Linked DNA regions of Sus scrofa: regions 2 and 3 are each linked to region 1. The links are chromatin contacts, called in public Hi-C and targeted proximity ligation maps. All regions are on one chromosome and are shown on one strand. The core of a region is the stretch at or near the end of the contact, and the rest is flanking DNA. Distances in the headings are between cores, read along the strand shown.

Region 1 (4,711 bases), core at 798-3,297:
AATGCCACCAGATGGAACCTTGAATGTATCTCTTACATAATCAAGACTCACACGGGCCCCATGGATTTCCACCTGGACAACTTTTCTCTCCCAGTAGTGCCATGAAGGAAGCACAGGCCAAGGGGTGAGTTAGGGTCCAAGTGACACGGATCGGGAGGGCATGGGGAAGGCCTCTGAGCGATGTGCTCTGTGGCGTGAACAACAGCTACCCAGACAGTGAAGACTGCTGCTGACTCACAAAACCCTGGAGAGAAGTGAGCATGGCTTTACCCAGGGGCTTCCAGAGGAAGTGAAACCCGGGAAGGTCTTTCAAGGCTGGATCGTGGATTTAATTAGAGGGAACTTGACCATCGGTTCCCACAGTGGAGAGGGGAATTCATTACTCTTTCCCCGTAAGGATTGAGTTCCTGGCTTTAGCCGGTCTGTCTTCTGCTGAAGAAAAGCTGTCCAGGTAGAAACCCATGGGGCGCGTGTGAGTCTTGATTATGTAAGAGATACATTCAAGGTTCCATCTGGTGGCATTTATTACAGAGCCCTAATAAGAGCGCTCTCTGTCTGGGGTGAGCTTGCATCTTTTGCTTTCTTCCCATCGCTCACTTCCTACTCCAATCATGAGACTCCAAAGCATCTCCTCACATGAAGCAGATGCAGGGCTTAACTCTGGTTCTTGTGGAAAGTAAGAGTCACAGGTCCTGAATAAAGCGGGTGGATAATTTTTAAGCTTCTTTTTCCTATGTGAGATAGGGGCTGCCTTTATGAAACTGGACACTTTTCCTTTTCTTCCAGGACTGCACTGTGGCTGGAATTTTCCTCTGAGCCAAGAAGCTTGCCTGTTTGCACCCCCGAGTGGGCTTGGGCAGGAGGCGCCTTTCCATCCAGCCGCAAGCACTTTAAGGGCCTCTCACACCCCACCCACACTGCTGAAGAGTTGGTGTCTTTGTTCTAGTATTTTTCATTTCCACAAACTCAGGGGTAATTGACGAGATTTCCGGACCGTAAGCATATTATAATGATTTTGCCTTCTACAAAAATAGCTTCACGGGAACGTCAGAGTGTTTCTGGATGAGGATCAGATCTGAAGGTTTAGATATTTACTTAGCTTGTGCCCTGACACCACCTGGAAAATCAGATTTGTATATTTTTATAACAGACCAGTATCCCCAGGAGTCAGTTTCAGATCTGGAAGCCTCTGGGGATATTAAAGGGAAACCAGAATTTGGTCAACACCAGCTGAGAAAGATAAGAAAATGTAGTCCTTCCAAGGGCAGATATCAATGGAAAGCCCTGTCCCTCCTCCCTTATGGATAGTAAAGGATCTTCTTTCCACGGCTGTTAACAACAGAAATCCTCAGGAGGTCTTGGAACCCCAGGAGCCCCGCTCTGAGTCAAGGGCAAAAGGAAGGTTAGGCCACAACTGAGAGCTGCTGAAATGCTCTCTCATATCCAGGAGTCTCCGGTCCTGACAACACCACCTGTTCCCAACAAGCCCTTGCAGCTGCAGCACCGAGGGACAGATAAACAAACCGAGGAAGCTGCCAGGCAGCTGCATGCCGGCCTCAACACACGTGTCCCCAACGGCCCAGCCTGCCCCCAGGAAACTGGCTGTGTGCACCTAACACCGAGGGATGTGGGGTACCTTGTTTACAAAACAACAAGAGATTTAACATTAGGAGAAAAAGAAATTCTTTTCTCCAGGTGAAGAATGTCCTGCCCAATCCTTGTTTCTCACACTCAGTATGAAGGGTTTGGTAAAGAGATTTTTTTTTTTTTCTTTTTTGGAGCTCTTTTAAAAACAATGGATGCAAGACTATAATTAATATACCTCATACCCTATTCCATAGTACTACCCTTAGAGCACAAGGTTTAGGATCTGAATCGGAGCAGAAGACAGACTGCCTAAAGCCAGGAACTCAATCCTTACGGGGAAAGAGGAATGAATTCCCCTCTCCACTGTGTATCACAAAAAGCTCATCTGGCTCAGGGTCCCAGGAGACCCTCTTGGATGTGGTTAAGTAAGGAATTGCTCTCTGCAAGAAGTTCTTCCTCTTCACTGCACTTGGAGGCCAGAGAAGCCTTGGGGAAGAGCTTGTTTCTCGATGACATCAGTCTCACAATGAGACCTTAAATCCGGCCTAAACTGGGATCAGAAATCAGCTGGAACAGAGACTAGTGGCTGACCCAGATAAGCCACACTCAGACAAGAAGTGGTGGGCTCAAAACCAGCCCAGGCCGGTGCATCCAAGTCAGATCTGCCCAGATCTCCTACTTTAATGGTAACCAAGGCCAAGTGAGAGGGTAAGGGGCTAACAGAGAACACTGGCCTTCAGTTAAGGAGAAAAATCTTTTTAGAGCTGCAAAGAAATAAAATAAAAGCATCTAATCTTAGAGAGACTCCAGTAGAAGGCGGAAAGGGTCTTTGCTCTTATTATGAAAAAGATCCCATTACAGCACTGTCCAAGCCAATTTTCTAAGGCCTGATGATGTTCCTTTGTGGCTCAGCCAGGACAAGCAAACCTTGCTCTCTCCCCACTTCCTCCTGAAGGGCCTCAGAAGAGGCACGTGTGGATAAAGCTGAGTGTGGGCTTGGCTGGGGAAGCGCTTGGCTCTTGAGGTCCTACTGGGTGACATGTTGTGTGTCACTTCTCAAAGCGCACAGCTTACACCACACGGCTGCTCATGTCACACGCCTTAAGGTTAAGGATTGGTTCTATTTCTCAGGCTTTCTTTTCCCGAGTAGATTAAATTTTGCTAGGTGCCCAAATCCTGCCCAATGGGGAATTTATAACCACAGCCCCAAGGACACTGACCAGTGATTCAGACATGTGACTTGAGCCAATGATTCCGACGCAGGAGAGTCCCAGGTTGCAAGAAGCCCTTAAGGACCTCAGGACCATACCTGTCATCGATGGAGTCCACCTTCTCTTGGATGCGATCCGAGTTGATGTTCCCATCGCTCACCAGCCTGCGGCCGGTCTCCACGACTGCATTGATCTTCTCCTCGTTGGCATCCATGGTGGTCATGAAGTCCTCTTGTTTTTTAATAGCTGCTTCAGCCCCTTCCAAGGTGGTGGGCATCTCAGTATGGGCCAAGACATACTCCTTATTTAAAAAGGAAAAAACACAATAGCAGCAGGATGAGAACTCGAACTACAACTCGATTTCAGAATAACAAAAGCGCTCTTTCCTACGTCCTACATTTCCATGCAACATGTCCTTCATTACACTTAAATGAAGTTATCTACGGAGTCAGATAACATAAAGCTGGGAAGGAGAAGAATCCCAGAGGATTAAAAGTGACTGAAATTTCCCTAAGTGGTTAATGGCTCTAAATTTTTTTCCCAAAATGAGTGAGGGACATACACAAAGGCTTGTGCAGTAGCCACAAGGGTCGGCTGGTGTGCCTGTAAGGCAAGAGTGACAGACCTTCAGTCCAAAGCTTTTAAGAGCGATTATCAACCCGATGCTGGTGACCACCCTCAGCTCTTTTTCTTTAATCCCTGCCTTGTGTCACTGGGGGAAGTCCCTGACTCTTAGAACAAGGAAGACAGAACCATTCAGAAAAAAGAAAAAAGAAATCCCCACTGTACCTTTTAGATTAATTAGATTGGATTAATATCCCACAGAATGTTGCCTAAAAATCTAATAAGCTACCAAAAGGACACTCTGTGAACACAAGAGGTCCTCGTCCAGGCTGGAGGAGAACGGTACTTTGCAAGGCAAGACTGCCCCTTTGGAAAACTTCGACTCTATCTCCTACATTGTGATGGGTTTCAGTGCTTTAGAAGTCATGAAATAACAAATGCCTCTTATTTTTCTAATTTCACAGAGGCCAGGTTTAAACCAGCAGCCCAGGTGGGAATGCTTCCAAAGACAGCCGGGGCTATGGGAAGGCAGGTCAGGCAGAGAGGGAGTTACCTGGTTGTTGAGAAAGGCTTCAGCCTGCTTGGTGTCCCGCAGGAACTGCTGGTGGGCGTGGGACTGGGAAAGGAGGTTCTGTCTGTTCTCCCACATCTTGTGGAGCTCATTCCACCCGGTGTCCAGGGCCTGCAGCCGCTGCCGCAGAAACATGTACTGGGCGTCGGTCTGGCCCTGCGTGACCATCTCACCCATGTCCCTCATCTTCTGGTAGTCCTCCTCGTAGTTGTCGATCTCGTTTTTGATGTTCTCATGCTGTGTGAGGAGCTTCTCGGCTTCGGTCAGGGTGTTGGGCATGTCCTCCGAGGCGATGGCCGTCTGGGTCCTGGAGAGCCAGGACTGGAAGTCGTCCAGGTCCCGCAGGAACTGCTGCAGCTTGCTGGCCTCTCCCAGGGAGGCCTCGCGGTTCCTCAGCGTGGTTTTCATCTCCTCCCACACGTCGCTGATCTCGGCCAGCCGAGACAGGATGGCCTGGGCCTGGTCGGGGTGCTCGGACTCCAGCTTCTCAGCCTCCTTCTGCAGGTCGCTCAGCTTCGCCTCGATGGCCACCAGGTCCCGCTCCATGCCGGTCAGCTTGCGCTGCAAGGCCATGACGCCAGCCAGGTCATTGCCCAGGTCCTGGGTGGATTCGATGACCTTGGTCTTTTCCCGGATCCAGGACTTGGTTTCATTGCACTCGAGGTGGTAGTTCTGGATGCTCAGGGCGGAGAGGAGTGCATCCTTCTTCCGGTCCACCAGCTCCCTGAACTGACTCCACCTGTGGGTGCAGGGGTGGTGGAAAAAGCAGCGTGAGAGA
Region 2 (4,711 bases), core at 1,601-4,100, 250 kb after region 1:
TGCCCATTTTCCTATTAATTTGAATGACTTTATTTTATTGATTTGTATGAATCCTTTACATAGAACTTTTAATATATTTATATGTTAGGGAATATATTAATATTTTATTGGACGCTACAAATATTTTCTCTCCTATTTATCCTTTAACTTTATTAGAGCTATATTTTTGGCCATATTAATATTTAACATTCTGCAGAAATTGACACAACCTGTAAATCAACTATCTTTTAATTTTTAAAAATACTTAACATTCTTTCGTAGAAAAATCTGATCTGTTCCTTCTGGCTTCTGGGCTTGGGGTCTTGTTTGGGATATTTTAAAAGTTCTGATAAGGTCACTTGAAAGCCTTGAGGAAAAGTCTTAAAAGTCTGACTGACTAATGTCATAAAAAGATAGCCAGTGTTTACTTAATACTTTGCTAGATAATCTATTATGTATGGAAGCAAAACTTTTTTTAAAAAGGTTTTTTTTTCTTTTTTCAGTAAGATTAACAAATGTATTTTACAGATCAGGGAAGAAAATGAAGGGTAGAAAGCTGCACTGAACCTTCCCTGCACTACAAACATGCAAGGGAGGGAGGCGAGCAGGGAATGGAAAGGGTGTCTTGACACGTGTGTTTTATCATTTGTTCTGGAGCCACAGTTTAGCATTGGTTTATCCTGTCTTTATTCGCATTTGAAAAGAAAAGAAAGGGTATTAGAAATCTGTCAAGTGCTCTGTGTTTGAAAAGTTACCATTATTTTCAAGGCCAGGCTTATCCCAGTTTTCTCTAACATGTGTTTTGGATAATGTGTATGACATTCCTCTAAAGGGACAAAAATGGGTAACTGGTTGATATTTAAGTTCCTTAAATGGAAACAAACAATGCTGTTATTTTGGGAGAAGTTAGTTATTCTCTGAGAAATTTAGGGCATATCTATTGGTTCTCTAAGCATTGTTTTTTTCTTTACTTAAAATATTAAAATCCTTATGCTCCTTTTGCCATGAGATGGTTTTTCTTTTTACTTGCCATTCCATTAATGACCAAAGGAACTGTGAATGTCCCAGCAATTATTAAAGATCATTTCTTAACCAGATAATGCAAACTTAATTACTTAAAATACCTTGTTTTATTTAAATAGGACTCCCAGTACATGGGTATATAATTGCTTGAAACATCTCATAATAGAATGAGAAGAAAAAAAAAAGAAAAGATGTTCATTTTCAGCATTTTAAGATCCCATCTGTAAGAATTAAACAGTGTGGAGCAAGAAATGCTCAGACAGAACTATAAAACCAGTTACTATGGAGAGTATAAGAAAAGAGCACGGCAAGAGGCATGTTGCATAGTAAAATGCAAGGTGAGATAATTGGAGAAGAAGCAAAAGAGCCAATATGTAAAACAAATTTTTTATTGAAATATAGTTGATTCACAATGTTATGCTAGTTTCAGGTATATAGCAAATGATAGGTATATAGCAAAGTGGTTCAATTATACATATATGTGTATAAATACATATATTTTACATTCTCTTCCTTTATAGGTTATTACAAAATAGAGTTCCCTGTGCTATAGAGTAGGTCCTTGTTGGTTATCTATTTTATATATAATAGTGTGTATATTTTAATCCTAATGTATCCCTTTTTCCTTTCCCCTTTAGTAACCGTAAGTTTGTTTTCTATGTCTCTAAGTTTATTTCTGTTTTATAAATAAGTTCATTTATATAATTTTTTTTAGATTCCACACATAAGTGATATCATATGATATTTGTCTTTCTCTGTCTGGCTTACCTCAGTATCATAATCTCTAGGTCCATCCATTTTAACCTGATACTTCTGATGTCAAGTGTCTATAAGCCATTGCCTTGGCAGTGGGCAATAAAGTGAACTTGCTGTCTGACATCCTCTTGGGCACTCCTGAGACTTGATATGGAGACTTGATGGCAGGAATGGAAGGATGAAGGATAGACATTGTCCAAGAGAAAGAGACTATCAGGAAGATAAATATATGAGTAGAAACTAAAAAACTGAGGACGTGCCATTCTGGAGAATATGTGGGTACAGACAAGGGGAGAGAAGGTCAGAAGCAGAGGTGGGCAACACCCACCCAACTTAATGGGTAACTTTAACTACTCAGCCATTATACTAAGTCTCCTTTAGCCCACAGACATCCGTGTAGGCCATAGATGCCATGCTAAGGAGTTCTGTTTTCATTCAGTGGAGAGCCACCTACATTTTTGAGAGAAAGGTGGCCTGTTGGGGGCTGTATTTTAAGAAGACAAATTCTACTAAGGTGGAGATTAGTTTCTGAATAGGGGCGGCAGCAGTGGAAATCCTAGAAGCACTGATAGAGCACATATTGTATGCCAGGCAGGCGACACAGCAGGCCCTGGAGGTGCAGAGTGTAGAGACAAATAAACATCAAGTACCTGTTCCAAAGTGACACGCAAACTGGAAACTGGGATGTACAGGAAGGAACAGTTTGTTCTGCCGGGAGTAGGTGAAGGGGGTGCTTAAAGAGGGTGATATCTGAGCTAGGCCTTGGCGGGATTAAAAAAAAATGTTACAAACGTGGGGGAGGTGTGAAGGCATGGGCAGTCTGGGCAGAAGGAACAATATGGGGTACAGGCACAGAAGCATGAACACACCTGGATATCCTGGAAAGAGTGAGTAGCTCCAGGTGTGAGCACAGGGCATTGGGCAGGGGCATGGTTGGTTAGAGGGAGGCTGCCTGGCTGTGACGTTCTTATAAGTCCTTCTGGCAGCAGTGGGGAGCTTGTAGGTTTCCAGCTGAGACTCATCAGACTCAGAGGGGTCTGCAAAGAGCAAATCCAGCCGAAGTACAGAGAATGCCCAGGGTACGAGAAGCTACAGGCAGGCAGGTCAGTTGGGGACCATTGCCTGTGGATTAGTGGATGATGAGTCCTGAGCTCAGTAAAGCAGAGGCAGTGGAAATAGGAAACAGGAAACAGATGGATGAAAAAAAACTCAGTGACTAACCGGAGATGGAATGTGAAAGTCTCTAGCCCATTGGGTAACCTATGATGCCATTAACTGAAAGGCAGAAATAAGGGATGGGGAACTTGGCAGGCAGGGATGAGTCTGATTTGGAACATAATGAGTGTTCCAATTATCTACTGCAGTGCAGTAAATGACCCCAAACTTAGTGGCCAGTGATAATGATCATTTTATTATACACAGTGGGCATGGCACATCTCTGCTCCCCAATCTGAGACCTCCTCTGGAAAGATGGGGATGACTTGGATGGCAGGGACTGGGAAAGCTGGAGTGGCAGGAGCCCCTCCCAAGATGTTTTTCACTCATCTATCTGGCACCTTGTAAGAGAAAACTGGAAGGCTGGGCTCAGCCCAGGAAGGGTAGGAATACCTGCGAGGGGCCTTCCCTGCATGGCAGCCTCAGGGAAGTCAAACTGTTTACAGGGTGGCTCAGTGGACTATGGCCATTTGTGACCTAGCCTTGGAAATCTGATGTCATCATTTCAGCCTTGGTCTATTGGTCTAAGCAGTCACAAGCCCACTTAGATTCAAGAGGAGGGGACACAGACTCCTCTCAGTAAAAATATCAAAAAATTCAGGTCTTGTTTTAAAACCAGCACAATAAGTTTGAGAGGATAAAAATAAGAGCACATATATAAGACATTATTAGACTCCACAGATCATAGCAACTGAGGAAATACTAGGTTAAGGAGGAAGGAAGCCTTGAAGCTGAAGATGCACATGGAAGTTTCCCACATTATAATGTTATTGCTAAGATAAGAGGGTAGGCTTGGAATCCGACTGCATGGGTGTGACCACCAGCTCCATTGCATAGTAACAGTTCAGCCAGAGGCGGGTTGCTTAATATCTCTGAGCCCCGTTTTCCTTATCTGTTACCCCATTTTAATGGATATAATAACAGTAACCTACTTCAAAGAGTTGGTGAGGATTCCATTAAGACGTGTGAAGTTCATGGAACAGTACCAGGTGCACAGCACCCTCAAACATGTTAGCAGCTCTTATTGTTTACCAAGCACTCTACATGCATTATCTCATTCCTTCCTCACTATGACAGACTGATGTAGCTCTTCGTATTATCATCCTAGAGCAGATGAAGGAATGAGAGGTTAGGTGACATTCTCAAGGTCACACAGCTGGCAAGTGACTGAGCTGGAACTCGGAAACCTGCTTTCCTGCTTCCCTAGACTCAGCTTTTCCCATGGCAGCCAGCACAGCTGCTCCCCAGGCAGCAGGCTGCTTGGGCCCACACCCGTGCCCACCCACAGTGTGGGATTAGCTTCCTGGCAAAGCCACTGTATTTCTGGCACTGATGTTGTCCTCCCAAGAGACACCAACACGGCTGCCTCGGCCCTCACCCACCACCAGCATGTCTGAAATTTACTAGAGGCAAGAAGCAGACAACTGTGAAAGCAGGTGTGACTCCTGCAGGCCCCCAGCCTCTCTGCTCAAAATTTCCAGACTGTTGCATTTGCTCTGGAAGGAAGGTGGGGAGGGGTCGAGCCCTTTCCCCAGAGCCAGTAGGAACGTGGGATTGGACACATCAGTGCACCCTCTGCTCCCTTCAGAGCCAGGGCCAGAGCAGATGCCAGGCCCGAATGTTTCCACCTCCTTTCCCAGCCTAGATGGCTGTGGGGCTTTGAGGGTGTGAAAGAAGACAGGCCTAACTTTCCCCTAAAAACCCAACAGAAGCCAGACCCTAGTGAAGGCTGTCAGCC
Region 3 (4,711 bases), core at 767-3,266, 180 kb after region 1:
CTCTTTTTACTGGCAATTGTGATCCACTTCTAGCCCCTAACACTTAGCACTTAAGTGCTACCCTATATTCTCTCCTTTTTACCATTAGGAAAAACTGGGATTTCCAGAGAGACGGTAAACTCTTTGAGAAGAGGATCCTACATGAATAACTAAGATGTCATATAATACAGAGCTGAGAACATGGACATGGACAGTGCTGTTGGTATGAAGTGGTGGTTTTCAAGTTATCTAAAGCCAAATGGAAGAAAATCACAAGAAGCCAATGTGCAAAACAGACGAAGGTGGTCCTACTGTGGGAGAAGTTGGGGTAAAAGTAGGTGCACTGGCATCCTATCAGCTGGCCCCACCCTTTACCTCCTCTGCTTAGGCTCTGGAGCACCCCCAGGGAGCATCCTCCCTTTGTGCCCTGCCCTGTTGGTACCCTGTGTTCTCAGGCTTCTCTGCTGGGAACCTCAGCTTCCTTAGAACCCAAGCATCCTTGTTTCAGTCTCTCCAGGCTTAAGCATAAATGTTTTTGAGCTGAGCTGTAAAAGCTTGAGTTTTAACATGTTACCCACCCTCTCCCAAATGAGTGCATTCTCACAGAGTTTTTCTAAAGAGAATACCTTGATCTGACCCATGGATCCCCAATAAGTCAGCTGGAGAACCCACTGAAACTAATTACATCCAGTCCTTATGCCTGTATTCCCTCATTCCTGCTGCCCAAGCACATTTCAGTAGGAAGGCTTGCAGGATTCAAATTCTGGAGTTCCTTTTAACTCAAACTACCTGTCAACACAAATACATTCTTCCCCATTAAGCAAATATTTCCTTTCTTCTTCTTAATTCCAGTTAATTGAAGGAAGAGAGTAAATAACATTTTTGGTGGAACTTTTGATGATGGTACAAGACACTTCCTATTCAGAGCAGCAGGAGCAGAATGAAGAGTGGCTGTCCTGTCCAACCTTTGACCCTGGCATCACTCCAGCCCATCCCACCCCAGCACTGGCCATCTTGGCTGCCTGTTATCCCTGGCTTCATGTTGCATTCTTCCTCTTCCCTTGATTTGTCAAACTGGATTATTGGAGCAACATGTTCGTCCTTGACTTCACATCCTGCTGATCTCCTTGGATGTGGGGATCCAGTTTTCACTCCAGACCCAAATGGAGACCCTGGTGCTCTTACCTGTTGTTCACTGACCAGTGGCTCTTCCGTGTCCACCTGATCCTGGCCACCTCTGGACACCAGTCCCTGCCAGCCACAAATGGCAAGCCACACATGCCAACTTGAATCTGGGAATAGCCAGGAACCTCTTGCCCGGCTCTGAACTCTCTGTCCTACAAGCCCATTTCCATTCAGTTCCAAACCCTTGTCTTAGCCATCTCACTAGCCTCCTGACTTGACATTGCACGTGTTCTTCCACCTCTTTGACTTGGGTTACCTCTACAAACGTTCACAGTGTTCACCTGGGCCCTCTAGAGCCTTTTGCCTGACCTGCCCCCATACCTGCCCCACTACCTGAAATGACACTCTCACCATCACATTTTAGAACATTCCACTGGCACCTGAGGAGTCAGCATGAGCCAGCCAGGAAAATCCTCTTACAGAGACGGGCTTTTCAATTTTCTTAAATTCACCGTGTAGATCGGGAGATGATTTTCAGAAGGAACTATAACATAGAGGATGTAAATCTGGAGTTTTAGTCCAGGCAAGAAGGAGGTACAAACATTCCCATAAAGGAAAAATGATTTAATCTCTATCCTATCATTCTACCAGATGGGATGAGGCCCGCTGGGAATGTTGGGAAGGAAATGTTTATCGGGAAGATAACAGGATTTAGGACTCTTTTGTTATCCACCTTCCATAAGCAGTCGCTTTTCTCTCCTGAATATTTTTAGAGAGAAAAAAGTGTTGGCTTGAATGCCTAGTGCTTTCTTACGTAATAAAAAAGTCAAGCAAAGGGCACATCTGGGTTCGGCTTGGACTCAGCAGCCTGCCTGCATTATCACAAGTGCTAAGAGGCTCGCCGAACCTTGAGGACTGTCATGCAATTTCTCTCCAAGTTTTATGCCTCTTCCCCTGAAAAAGGGGCCCATCTCAAGGCAGGCCACTATGATGCCTAGCCCCTTGTCGATGTTTCGGCAAGGGTTAAATAGATCGTTAGGGTTTTACTAAATTTGAAGGCAAGATTTACAAACCTAGTTTTTCTTCTAACTGACTATGGGCCAACTTGGTTCCTTTTGCTCATCTGTCAGCTCGTGAGGGTTTAGCCTTTGTAACCTGAAAGATACCCTCCAGCAGTGAAATTCTTCCACTTCATAATAAATCCTAGTTGGCACCTAGGCATGAATTGGAAATCCATGTGAGATAAGACATTCTAGAACTGAATATATTAGTATCCTTCAGCAGTGATAGTAATAATTTGAGTTTGAATGACAATGGGAAGTCATCTTCCCCTCCTATAAATAACCAAGATTAAATGAGACAGTGTACCCATGGGATCACCTAGCATGGAGGGCACAATGCATTTCAGTTTTATAGACATTTCCTATAAAATATTTTGCAAAGTATGTTGTAGAAGTCCTGTTCTTTCACTTAGATTTACCAAGACAATTGGGTCCTAAAAAGCCCATTATAATGTTTTTTTTTAATGTATTCAGGATCCAGTCAAAGATCACACATTGCATGTAGTTACTGGCTCTCTTTAGTTATTCTTAATCTAGAACAGTCTTTTCCCATTTTTCGTAACACTGATAAATTTGAGGAGTCTGAGCTGGTTGTCTTGTAGAAGGTTACACAATTTGAATTTTTGGGATTGTTTCCTCATGTTGAGATTCAGATTTAACATGTTTGGCAGAAGAACTTCTTCAGTGATGTTCATACCATTATTTTTTAAAAACTGCTTTTATTTTACCTTTAATATGCTATCAAATATTACAAATATATGGAGAAACAGAGGGTGGTACAAAATGCCATTCCCAGAAATAACCAGTATTTACATTCTAATGACATATTAGATTTTTTTCCTTGCATATAAAGGCTCCATTTTTCATACCATTTTTGTAACTTTCTGCTTTTACTTATTGCCATATCTTAGAACACTTTCTGTATGAGTACATAGATTTCTACCTCATTTTTTTAGTGGTTTGTTTCCAGTTTTTGCTGTTAGGAACTATGCTGCAATTATCATCATCCATGAACATTTGTCTTTGTGTACTTATGTAAGTGTTTCTAGGTTACCTTCCCAGGAGAAAAATTTCTGGATCAACTTTGATATTGCAAACTTGCCGCAAAACATGATATCAGCAGTTCCCATTGTGGCTCGGCAGGTTACAAACCTGACTAGTATCCATGAGGATACAGAGTCGATCCCTGGCCTCGCCCAATGGATTAAGGATCTGGCATTGCCATGAGCTGTGGTATAGGTTGCAGACATGGCTCAGATCCTGTGTTTCTATGGCTGTGGTGTAGCCTGGCAGCTGCAGCTCTCATTTGACCCCTAGCCTGGGAACTTCTGTAAGCCACAAGTACAGCCCTGAAGAGCAAAAAATAAAAAAATAAAAATAAAAACATGACATCAATCAATACATTTACCAACAATCACATCTTATCCTGGCAATACTACTCTTTTTCATCTTTGCCAATTAGAAGTGAAAATTGCTATCTCATCATTTGAATTTTTAAACTATAGTGAAGTTGAGTATATTTTTATATGTTTATTTCCAGGAAATAAACATATATCCTTTGCTTATTTTCCCATAGAATTGTTTATCTTTTTATTATTGATTTGTGTGACTCATTTTTATAGTAAATAAGTTAGGTATTTGGGGAACTTTTTACTCTTTTTTTTTTCTTTTTTGGCTGCACCATGGCATATGGAAATTCCCCGGCCAGGGATCGAATCCAAGCGGGAGCTGTGACCTATGCCACACTGCAGCAACACCAGATCCTTAAACCACTGTATCAGTCCCAGGATCGAAGCCACTTCCCTGCAGCTGCAGAGACCCTGTGATCCTATTGTGCCACAGTAGGAACTCCTACCACTTTTTTTTGTATATGTAATTAATTATTTTTGTCCAGCTAATTGGGAGACCTAAGTAATATCCTGTGAAATATGTTCCAAAGAATATTCCTAAGTTCTCTTTGAAATTCCCATAATAGGGAAAGGAGCCAAAACACCCACTTGATTTAAATCTCTAGTGTGAATAAAATATGTTACGTATTCATAGACATACATGTATGTATAATTGGAAAGTGGTTTTTTTTAAAAAATGAACCGCATTAAGATCCTTCACACTTGGGCTGCAGTGGGTTATAGGTAGAGGCAGAAATTGTTCTGAGGCTGGAAATAGGCTGTGGATAATTAAATCCAGCATCCACAACTGGTCAAATCTTTTTATCCCCCTGCAATGGCTGGATATAGTTTGGAACTCATCACTCTAGAAGGTCTTAGGAAGCCCTGATAAGAAGAGCATCTTTAGGAGGTAGATTCTCTCCACTTGATTCTCTCTCACCTGAACAGCTGCGTTCACTTCCACAGTGGCTCTGCTGGCAGCCTCAGATTGTGCTGTTAGGGGCACTGCAGGCCTAGGTTCAATCTTCAGAAATCTTTCCAACAGAAAGGACTCATGGGCTCAAGTTTTGCTGTTTTTGTTTTGTCTTTCCTATCCCAACCAAGCTGGATTCCTTTTCTGACAACTTGAACCATGTCATTGCATTTCCTATGAATAAG

What was found. Hi-C and Micro-C count contacts between places; a contact is called where the count stands out from the background.
Region 2: a Hi-C map of skeletal muscle shows a contact between it and region 1, with 2.5 times the contacts expected there. A contact is called at or near these places in 1 of 47 Hi-C or Micro-C datasets (skeletal muscle) and 1 of 2 datasets of targeted methods (skeletal muscle).
Region 3: a contact with region 1 is called in a targeted proximity ligation map of skeletal muscle. A contact is called at or near these places in 1 of 47 Hi-C or Micro-C datasets (heart right ventricle) and 1 of 2 datasets of targeted methods (skeletal muscle).

The regions. Positions count from the first base shown.
Region 1 is chr3:86,618,929-86,623,639 of Sscrofa11.1, forward strand. It overlaps SPTBN1 (spectrin beta chain, non-erythrocytic 1), which reads right to left. Exons shown (of 36, transcript XM_021088218.1): 16 at 3,916-4,672; 17 at 2,897-3,099. Among named protein-coding and RNA genes, the nearest start is that of EML6, 84 kb to the left of the region's middle.
Region 2 is chr3:86,864,426-86,869,136 of Sscrofa11.1, forward strand. The region is part of intron 2 of LOC106508926 (protein transport protein sec31-like); the gene reads left to right. Among named protein-coding and RNA genes, the nearest start is that of C3H2orf73, 57 kb to the right of the region's middle.
Region 3 is chr3:86,800,170-86,804,880 of Sscrofa11.1, forward strand. All of the region lies in intron 2 of LOC106508926 (protein transport protein sec31-like), which reads left to right. Among named protein-coding and RNA genes, the nearest start is that of SPTBN1, 18 kb to the left of the region's middle.